Linked DNA regions of Anser cygnoides: region 2 is linked to region 1. A link is a contact called in public Hi-C data. All regions are on one chromosome and are shown on one strand. Each heading gives the region's core, a stretch centred on a gene start, on an enhancer-like site or on the middle of the called end of the contact. The rest is flanking DNA. Distances are from core to core; before and after follow the strand shown. Region 1 holds the start of NBR1 (NBR1 autophagy cargo receptor). Region 2 holds the start of COASY (Coenzyme A synthase).

What was found. Hi-C and Micro-C count contacts between places; a contact is called where the count stands out from the background.
Region 2: a contact with region 1 is called in a Hi-C map of liver, with 11 times the contacts expected there. The contact joins the promoter of COASY here to the promoter of NBR1 in region 1. A contact is called at or near these places in 2 of 7 Hi-C or Micro-C datasets (both in liver).

Annotation. Positions count from the first base shown.
Region 1 is chr22:6,623,195-6,627,932 of Taihu_goose_T2T_genome, forward strand. It overlaps NBR1 (NBR1 autophagy cargo receptor), which reads right to left and starts at 2,217. Exons shown (of 21, transcript XM_013200897.3): 1 at 1,914-2,217. The coding sequence starts at 2,015. It overlaps BRCA1 (BRCA1 DNA repair associated), which reads left to right and starts at 2,374. Exons shown (of 23, transcript XM_013200906.3): 1 at 2,374-2,612; 2 at 3,101-3,199; 3 at 4,201-4,254; 4 at 4,537-4,617. The coding sequence starts at 2,560.
Region 2 is chr22:6,874,332-6,879,069 of Taihu_goose_T2T_genome, forward strand. It overlaps COASY (Coenzyme A synthase), which reads right to left and starts at 2,570. Exons shown (of 10, transcript XR_007159364.2): 1 at 1,953-2,570; 2 at 1,317-1,531; 3 at 1,098-1,229; 4 at 438-627; 5 at 81-145. It overlaps HSD17B1 (hydroxysteroid 17-beta dehydrogenase 1), which reads right to left. Exons shown (of 5, transcript XM_066981557.1): 3 at 4,177-4,270; 4 at 3,895-4,078; 5 at 3,227-3,475. The coding sequence ends at 3,305.

The sequences.
Region 1 (4,738 bases), core at 967-3,466:
GAACAAAGCTGAACAGCTACTTTGTATTACCAGGGCAGAATCACCAATAGCACAGGAGCCGTAAACAAAAGCAGCAAACCCTACACTGAATAAGTCTTCGAGGCTCAAGCACACTTCAGTATTCTTTACCTACGCAAACTGCATTTTTCCTCCCAAAGATTGCTGTACCTGAGGCACGTGCTGTCAGCCTGGATCTAACAGAAGAGGACTGGCAGCCTTGGAAGACAGCAGATGGCTGGGATTTACCTGGCCTCACAAGATGCTACTTTAATTACCGAATGTGCCTGTCAGGGCCTTCCAGTGATACAGCCCCAATTAATTTGGGGAGTGCAGCACGAGAACCAACTCGGTTGAGAAGAAACTCCAATTTTAAGTCTCTCTCTCTCTACATCACCCCCAGATTGTTGCCCCAAACTCCAGCTAGAACCAGAGATGCGGCTATCCTTTACAAACACTAGACACTTTGACAGTAAAAAACCCAGGGAACAGTTTAGCCGGCACTGCCTCGAAGCAGCAATCCGCACAGCACAGTGCAGACAGCCAGCAGTACGTCCTGGGTTAAGGAAGCAACGTTAAGAGAGGTCCACACGTGGAACAAGCCCACCTTCGCTCCGAGCGCTTAAGAGCGACACCGCGCCCACACTGCAACCTGCTTCCAGCCTTGATACAAGCAGGACTCTGACCCGTTCAGGCGTTCCTGCAGGGGCTATGTGCTACCAGCTGTTCTAAGGCTGACCTAGCACCTCTTCTACGAGACTCAAACAGAAGGAGGACAGCAGCTGACCTTCTACAAGACTCAAATACAAGGAGGAAAGCAAATGATGCAGCTCACGCTTTTAATTTGAGGCAGTGACCATGCAAGAACCTTCCACAAGGTAGGCTATATTACCCATTTTTTTGGCTCTCTCTTAAGATACAACTTTTAGAACAACACAGAACAACCAGAAGAGCTACTAGAAAATTAAATCAACTTGATTAAAAGTTAAATCAACTTGATTAAATTCATCACTGCTGCTTCATCCTAACTCTGGGAATTCTAACTGCACAACATAAACCACATCCAACAAAAGTGTCTTCACTAAATAGCACTGGAAAAGCTAGACACAATCTCCTCGGTATGTCAAGTATCTGATACGCACATCTTCACAAACACCTGCCTAGGTATGCAAGGCCTGCTGGCAAGAACAGTTATAGCCACACGGGTACAAAAGGCACCAGGAAACTAAAAGCATGCATTAGCGACTAGACATCCCAGAGGATTAAAAAAAAAAAAAAAAAAAAGAGAGAAGAGAGAGAGAAAGAGAGAAATCCTCTGTAAGTAACAGAGAAGGGCTAAAGTTGCGCCGGGGAGGTTTAGGTAGGATATTAGGAAGAACTTCTTTACTGAAAGGGTTGTTAGGCATTGGAACAGGCTGCCCAGGGAAGTGGTTCAGTCACCATCCCTGGAGATCTTTAAAAGACGTTTAGATGTAGAGCTTAGTGATATGGTTTAGTGGAGGACTTGGTAGTGTTAGATCAGAGGCTGGACTGGGTGATCTTGGAGGTCTCTTCCAACCTAGATGATTCTGTTATCCAACCACATCTACTCAAATGGGCAAAAGAATGGGAAAGCAAAAAAAAAATGGGTAAGCAAAACCGAGCATCGCCAACTGGAATAGAGCAGAGCGCACAGCTCAGGCTGCCTGCCCCCACCCAAAACCAAACCAAACCAAACCAAACACCAACCCCACAACCAACCCATCAGAAACGTTCTCCAGAACAGGCTTTTCACCCCACTCCAAACATAAAACGATCCCAAAAGGCTCCAACACCCCCCGAGGCGGCAGAACCGCAAAGCACTCCGCACAGCAACACCCCCCCACCCCCTTTAACCCCCAGGCGCCGGACAAGAAGGAGCCGGGCCCCAGACTCACCATGGCCTCCACGTCGGCCCACGTCGTGTGCGCCGAGTCGGAGACGAGGAAGCTCTGGGTCTCCCCGCGGCAGCTGACGCGGAGGTTCACCTGCGGCTCCATGGCCCGCTCCTCGCGGCGAGAGGCCCCGGGAGACCCCTCAAGAGGGCCCGGGGAGGCCCCTCAGACAGCCGCTGGCCCAGCCGAGAAAGGCCCAGGAGCCAGAGCCCCTCAGCTCCGCCACCTCAACCCCCGCCACCCCCCTCAGCTCGCCCCCGGCCCGGCCGAGCCGAGCCCTGCCGCCCCTCAGCGCCCTGCCGGCCCTAACATGGCGGACAGACCCCAGCCAGCCCCCCCCGCCCTCCGCTCGATGCTATTGGTCGCCCGCCCTGTCGCTCAGCCGTCCCGCCACGCTGGTTGGTCGGGAGGCGGGGCCGCGCGCGGTGGAAGCACAACAATAACACAGCCCGGGGAAGCCGGAAGCGGGAGGACGGGCGGCGAGCCAACGGCCGCGCACTTCCGGTGCTCCCACAATGCAGCGTGCCGCACGGGCGCAACTCCCGTTGAGGAGCCGGAGGTCACGAGGGAACATCACAGCCAATCAGACACCTCGTTCCCCGCCGTGGCAACAGAGGGAGGGCCCTTCGCCAAAAAAGCAGCGAATAAGATGGCGTTTCTCGGACCGCGTGACGCAGTCGGCGAGTGCGATTGGCTGTTCGGGTGTGTTGTTTTTCTGGCTGGCGGAAAGGGCGCGAAATGCGACAGGGCAGCGGTGGGCGGGTGAGGAGCAGGGGGGAGCGGTGCGGCCTCCGGGCGGCTTCCTCCTCCCGGCCTCCTCCCGGCCTCCTCCCGAGCCGCAGCCCTGGGAACGGCCGCGGGGCTCCCCCCTGCGCCCTTCAGGCCGTGCGGCGGGGCCCGGAGCCGTCCCGTGGCGCTTTCGGGTCCTCCTTGGGTGCGGGAGGCTCGGGAAGCCTCGCCCCGGAGCCAGGGGCTGAGGTTCGGGCCCGGGGCTGAATCTTCAGGGCTGAATTTTTGGGGTAGCCCCGCGTAGAGCCGGGGGTTGGGCTCGGTGATCCCTGCGGGTCCCTCCCAGCTCGGGGTATTCCGCGATTCCGTGGCCCTCGTGGCGTGTGGGGGGAAAACGTTATCACAGAGCGGGACGGTCCAGGAACGCAACCGATTATTCGTGTTTTTCTCACTGTTTGCAGGTATTTCGGGCCGCGAAGCATGGACCTGGCCGTGGTTGCCGTTGGAGAGGTGCAGAACGTGCTCTTGGCTATGCAGAAGAACTTGGAGTGCCCTATTTGGTACGGCCGGGGAAGCGCACAACGTTGGGGTTTGGTCTTTATTTCTTCCTCTTCTGGTGAAGCGTTTTGTGAGTGGCGTGGTCATAAGAAAATATAAGGAGTAATGTTTTAAAATGAGTTAACTTTGATGTTATCTAAGAGCAAATGCAAGACAGGAAGTGCATTTTGCTTGTACGTTCTGGCAAGCATTGTTTTTGTGTTGCCACCTCCGTGAGTCGGTGCTCTATCCAATTGAAGTTAAAAAAAAAAAAAAACTTATCCACATAACTTATCTGATTAGAGCATTGTTTGTAAAGCCATGTGGATCTTTGTCACTGAAAGGTAAGTGTGGTTTGTACTTCTGCAATGTAAGCAAATGCAAAAATAGCATAACTTCTGTCTAATGCCTAGATATTTACAATGTCTGATCAGTTGTTAAAGGACTTATTGCTGGTGAACTGTGTTGCAGATTTTTTTTTGTCTATTGTGGCAAATATTTTTAAATCCTTAAGTCTTCCTTATGTGTATTTAACATGTTACATTACTGCCTTTGGTGAACCAAAATAATTTTCGTGTCGATGACATCATTTACTGCAAAAGCACAGAGTAGAAAATATAGAATGTCTATAGAGCTACACAGGAGGGGGAGAAAAAAGACTTGAATCCTAATTCTTCTGAAAAGGCAGCATGCTTCTTGCTGAGGTGTGACTGCTGGATGGGTGGCTTGGTTATTCATGGACTTAATGTCACAAGAGCAAGAATGGAAACTTTCCTATATCTACTGTTTTTAAGACATAAAGGTATATATTTTTTTGTTTTCTATTACATGGGCTTCTGTACCTTTCCTTGACAAAGGCCTTTGCCCTTTGCATGGGAGGTCAGAATTGAAAGAGAAGCTGTTAGTGTTCCAACACCAAGTTTAAATTCAGGAAAGTGACTGTATTTTTGAAGCTCGTTTTGTTGCTGCTGTTTTTAAACAAGAACACAGAAGTTATGTTTTCCTTTTCTATTTTTTTCTGCAGCTTGGATGTAGTGAAAGAGCCAGTTTCAACAAAATGTGATCACATATTCTGCAGGTAGGTTTGCAAACTTATAATTGCAATGCTTAGTCACTCTGTTCTTATTCACAGAAGTATTATACTACTTTACTACTAAAGATGCATACTGTGTTTTGATAACTTAATGTGGGGCTATTTTAAGGGGAAAACATACAGTCTGAATAACCAATAACTGCAGTTGCACAAATTTACCACATTGGATTGATGAATTCATAGTAATGTGAATAAGAATCCAGGTATTCAGCTTGATAATGAAGGATTTCTACTAAGTGCTGCATTGTGATTATTCTTTTTTTCTAGGTTTTGTATGTACAAACTCCTCAGTAGAAAGAAAAAAGGTGTGGTACAGTGTCCTCTGTGTAAGACTGAAGTTACTAAGAGGTAATGCATCTTTGCAAGTGGGCTTGGGGATGAGAGGTTTGAACTCTGAGGAGAAGATGAATCATTGTTTCATAAATGTCTTGGCAGAAAAGTGAAAGAAAAATGATTGGGGGAACTGTCA
Region 2 (4,738 bases), core at 1,320-3,819, 250 kb after region 1:
GCAGACCAAGAAGCCCCGGCACAGAGGGAGAGCTCTTTGCTCGGGAGATTAAATATTGACATTCCCCGCGCTGCTTTTACCTGGTTTCCAAACACTTTGGCCCCAAGGACTTTCCTGTTAATCGTCCCGTCTTCGTTCAAGATTTCTGGAAGACAGAAGGGGAACGTGTTTGGGACGGGATGAACCCAGCTGACGCCCCCGTGGTACGATTAGGCCCACGGGGCAGAGCAGGACTTCAGCACAGGACCCTAAAGGGCCCCACGGTGCAGGATCTGACCCAGGATCTCCTTATCACACTCCAGAAGAGGACGGACACGCAGCAGCTCAGCCCAGGCTTCCAAACCAGCCACTTTAAAGCAGCCCCGACACGGGGCACGGAGGACTCGGGGAAAACTTTGCCCCGCCGGGACCACCCAGCCGTCCCCACGGAGCCCTACCTGCCCCAAACGCTGCCACCACCCGCTCGTAGGCAGGGCCCCCGGGGAGGTAGACGGCGTGGCCCAGCTTGTCGGCGTCGATGAGGAAGGCTCCGAGCTGCCCCAGCAGCCTGGCGATGGAGGTTTTGCCGCTCCCGGTGCCTCCGGTCAGGCCGATCACATAGGGGCGAGACGGCAAGGTGGGGGCTTCCTGCGGGGACGGGGGCTGCTGTCAGGCGGGGGGGTGGCGCACGAGGATCCCGCGGGCATCGTGGCAGCTCCCGGCCCTGCAGAGCGGGGGCTTGTCCTTCCCCGGGGCTGGGACACGGCGAAGGCAGGCAGGCAGACCTCCAAACGTCCCCTCTGCGGCAGGGGACGGGCTGGCTCCAGCAGCCCAGGCTGCCGTCCCTGCAGCTCCCCAGCTTCACAGGGGCATCGAGCTTTCACCCCGTAACTCACCCAAATGGGCACCGGGGCAAACCCCGACCAGCGCCTGCTTTCTGCCCCGTATTTCGCCCAGATTTGCTCCATGCCTCGGGCCAGGAGTTCAGGCCAGGAGCACCACGGGCATCTTTAGGGACGCTTCCCAAAGCCAGGAGTGGGGTCCAGCCCGTTCCTGGGTCCCACAGCCCCTCCGGACCCCTAACACCATTATAAGCCCTCCGAGCATTCTCCCCTCACCCGCGGGGGCCGCAGCAGCGTCCCGAGCAGCCTCTGCCGCAGGCTGGAGGAACTGATCTTCTCCTCCTCGTTCTGGCCGTGCTCGGGGTCCTTGATCAGCTGGATCTCAAAGAGCTCCAGCGCAGCGAGCCCCTGCCAGGAGAAGGCACCCACTGAGCCGCCGGCGGCCCCCGCAGGCGGCGGTGGGGCTGGGAGGTCTCAGCCCCCTCCCCAAATTACATTCTCGAGTCTCTTCTTGTTCACCGCCTCCCCGCCCTTGCGCGTCTCCTCGCTGACGACGATGCAGCGCAGCTCGGGGTCCGTGACCGCGGGGCCGTAGGGGTCGGCCAGGGGCACAATGTCATAAAGCACCGAGGGCTTCACGTCCGCCAGGAACTCGCGCAGCTTGGCGGCCCGCAGCTCGTAGGGCTCGATCAGCTCCTTCAGCACCTTGTCTGCAGGGCGCGGGTGAGGGCGGAGGGGCTGAGCGCGGGGCCGCGACGCGCGCGGCTCCGGGGCGGCGATGGAAAATGGGAAGGGAGAGGGGGAGAGGAACCTGTCCTGGGGTTCGGGGGCCTGCCTTCTCCAAATCCCGGTGGGTCTCCCGCTGCCACCCCAAATCCCGGTGGGTCTCCCGCTGCCACCCTACCCGCGGTGGCACTGGGGCGCGGGGACACTGGGGTGCAGGACCCTCAACCCCCTTCCCACCGGCCTCCCCCCAAGACCCTCCAGGCTTCCCAAGTGCTTTCACGGGGCAAACTCCCCACCAACCCCAACCCCCCCCCGTGACCCTCTCCCACCTCCCCTACCCCCGGGGCCGTCCCCGCGCCCTCCCCACATCCCCAGCAGCCCGCCGCCAGCCCCCGCGGCACTCACGGCGGAGCAGCTCCCCGTCCGCCACCCCGACCAGGAGCCTCCGGCGGGCCAGGACGCAGCAGGCGCTGAGCAGCAGCCGGTGGGCGCCGTGCAGCCGGTCGAAGGTGCCCCCGACCACCACGTCGGGGTAGGCGGGCAGCTCCCCCTCGGAGCCCTCGGGGGTCGCCCGGGGGCCGTCGGGGCCGTCCAGCAGCAGGGCCGGTAAACCGGGGGGGCAACCGTAAGCGGCGGCCGCCAGCTGCCGGAGCCCGAAGCTCACCGGCCCCTCGTCGCCCGCCCCCCCGTCGGCCAGCAGGACCCGGGGCGGCTCCGCCAGGCGGTGCCCGTGGCCCAGCAGGACTCGCACGTCCAGCCCCCGGTGCGCCGCCGCCGCCGAGTAGAGGGCGGCCAAAGCCCGGAGCAGGGCCGGGGCTGGCGGCGGGGCGGCGGGGAGCGGCGCGGGGCCCCCCAGGAGCAGCCCCGGCTGCAGGTGCACGTAGAGCGGCCCCGCCACCGGCCCCGCCGCCGCCGCCAGGGCAGCCGCCGCCCGGCCCGGTACCGAGCCCAGCGGGGCCGTCAGCACCAGCAGCCCCGACGGGAACGGCGCCATGGCCCCGCCGGAAGACGGAGCCCGCCCGGAACGCGTCACCGGCCCGCCCCGGCGCCGCCCCGGCAGCGGAGCGGGGCCGGCATCGCCGCCCCGGGGGGGGTTTGGGGCGGCGGAGGGGACGCGAGGGGCCGGGACCGCCCGGTAGAGCCCCGGGGCTGCTCGCTGCAGGCTCGGTTCTGCCCGCTGCAGGCTCGGTGCCGCCGCTGCAGGCTCGGTGCTGCCCGCTGGGGGCTCCGTTCCGCCGCTGGAGGCTCGGTGCCGCCGCCGGAGGCTCGGTACCGGCTGCCCCCACCCCGCTACTGCATGCTGGAGCCCCGGTACTGCCGCCCGTACCCCGCTATCGGCTGCTCAAACAGCCCCGGTAGTGCCCGCTGGAGCCCCGGTACCAGTCACTGAAACAGCCCCGGTACCGGCTGCCCAGCCCCAGTACCGGCTTCCCAGTCCCAGTACCAGCTGCCCACCCAGCCCCAGTACCGGCTGCCCAGCCCCAGTACCGGCTGCCCACCCAGCCCCATTATCACCCCCTTGATCCCCCATACCCCCCACTCGAGCCACCCCCCCCCCACGGGAGCCCCAGTACCAGCCACCCACTGCTGGCGATGCCCACCCCCCACCCCCCACCCCCCCATCCTTGCCCCCTGCCGGTGCTGCCCTGCCCCACAAACAGCAGGGACGGAGCCGGAGCTGCGCAGCAGCAGCGGGGGTTTATTGCCGGCACCAGGGGACCCATCCCCAGCCACCGGTGCTCTCCCGGTGCCGGTGCTCAGGGCTGGTCCCCGCCGTCTTCATCGGGGCCGAAGACGAAGTCGTGCATGGCCCGCACGTAGTCAGAGCCGTCGGGGCTGGCCAGCTTCAGGCGCGCCAGCGGGGCGAAGAGCTGGGTGGTGACGCAGCGCAGGGGTGGGCAGGGGGTGCCGATGGCATCCAGGAACACCTGGCACCGCAGAGGGCTCAGCCCCGGCCCCGAGCCCCCATCCCGTCCCATCCCATCCCATCCCATCCCATCCCATCCCATCCCATCCCATCCCATCCCATCCCCATCCCCAACCCCAACCCCATCCCCAACCCCATCCCATCCCCATCCCCAACCCCATCCCATCCCCATCCCCATGCCATCCCCAACCCCATCCCATCCCCATCCCCATCCCATCCCCATCCCCATCCCCATGCCATCCCTATCCCCAACCCCATCCCATCCCCATCCCCATCCCCATCCCATCCCATCCCATCCCATCCCCATCCCATCCCATCCCCATCCCAGCCCAACCCATCCCCATCCCCATCCCCATCCCCATCCCATCCCCATCCCCATCCCCATCCCCATCCCCATCCCCATCCCCATCCCCACCCTACCTGCAGCACCTCCTCCACCTCCTGGGCCGCGTCGCGGAAGAGGCCGCGGCAGTGCCGCAGGTAGCGGCGGTAGAGGCGCTGCGTGTCGGCGTCCAGCCCCTGCAGCTCGCTGCCCTCGGGGTCGGCGCGCTGCAGGTTCTGCAGGAAGCCCGTGCGGACCGGCCCGCACTCCACCAGCGTCACGCTGCGGGAAGGAGCAGCCCCACGGGGGGGGGCCGTCAGCCCCGAGCCCCTCCGGCCGCAGGCTTCGCGCCCCTTCCCCGCGCCGCCGCCGCCACTCACTGGATGTTGAAGGGCCGCAGGACGACGGCCAGGCTCTCGCACAGCCCCTCCACGGCGAATTTGCTGGCGCAGTAGATGGAATTGAAGGGCACCCCTGGGGCAGAGCGGCGTTTTGAGAGCCAGGCTCCCCCCCCCCCCCCCGAGCCCCCCCCCAGGCAGCGCCCACCTTGCAGCCCCCCGACGCTGCCGGTGACGAGGATCCTGCCGGCCCTGCGGCGCTTCATGGCGGGCAGGAAGGCCTGGATGGTGCGGATGGCCCCGAAGAGGTTCACCTCGAACACCGTCCTCATGGCCTGCTCGGTGCACGTCTCCAGGGGGCCCATCAGGCCCACCCCCGCGTTGCACACTGCCGGGGCACGGCCCCCGTGAGCTGGGCACCCTCAGCACCAGGCCGGTGGATTGGGGACGGGGACACGGGGACCAAACCCCACTCCTCCTCCCTGCACCCCAAAACCCATCCCACCCCATCCTTAGGGCTGCAGCGCCCCCCAGCCCCACGCGGGACCGCCTTGGCTCATCCTATTATTTGGCACCCGGTCCCGGCTGATCCCCGGGGAGCCCC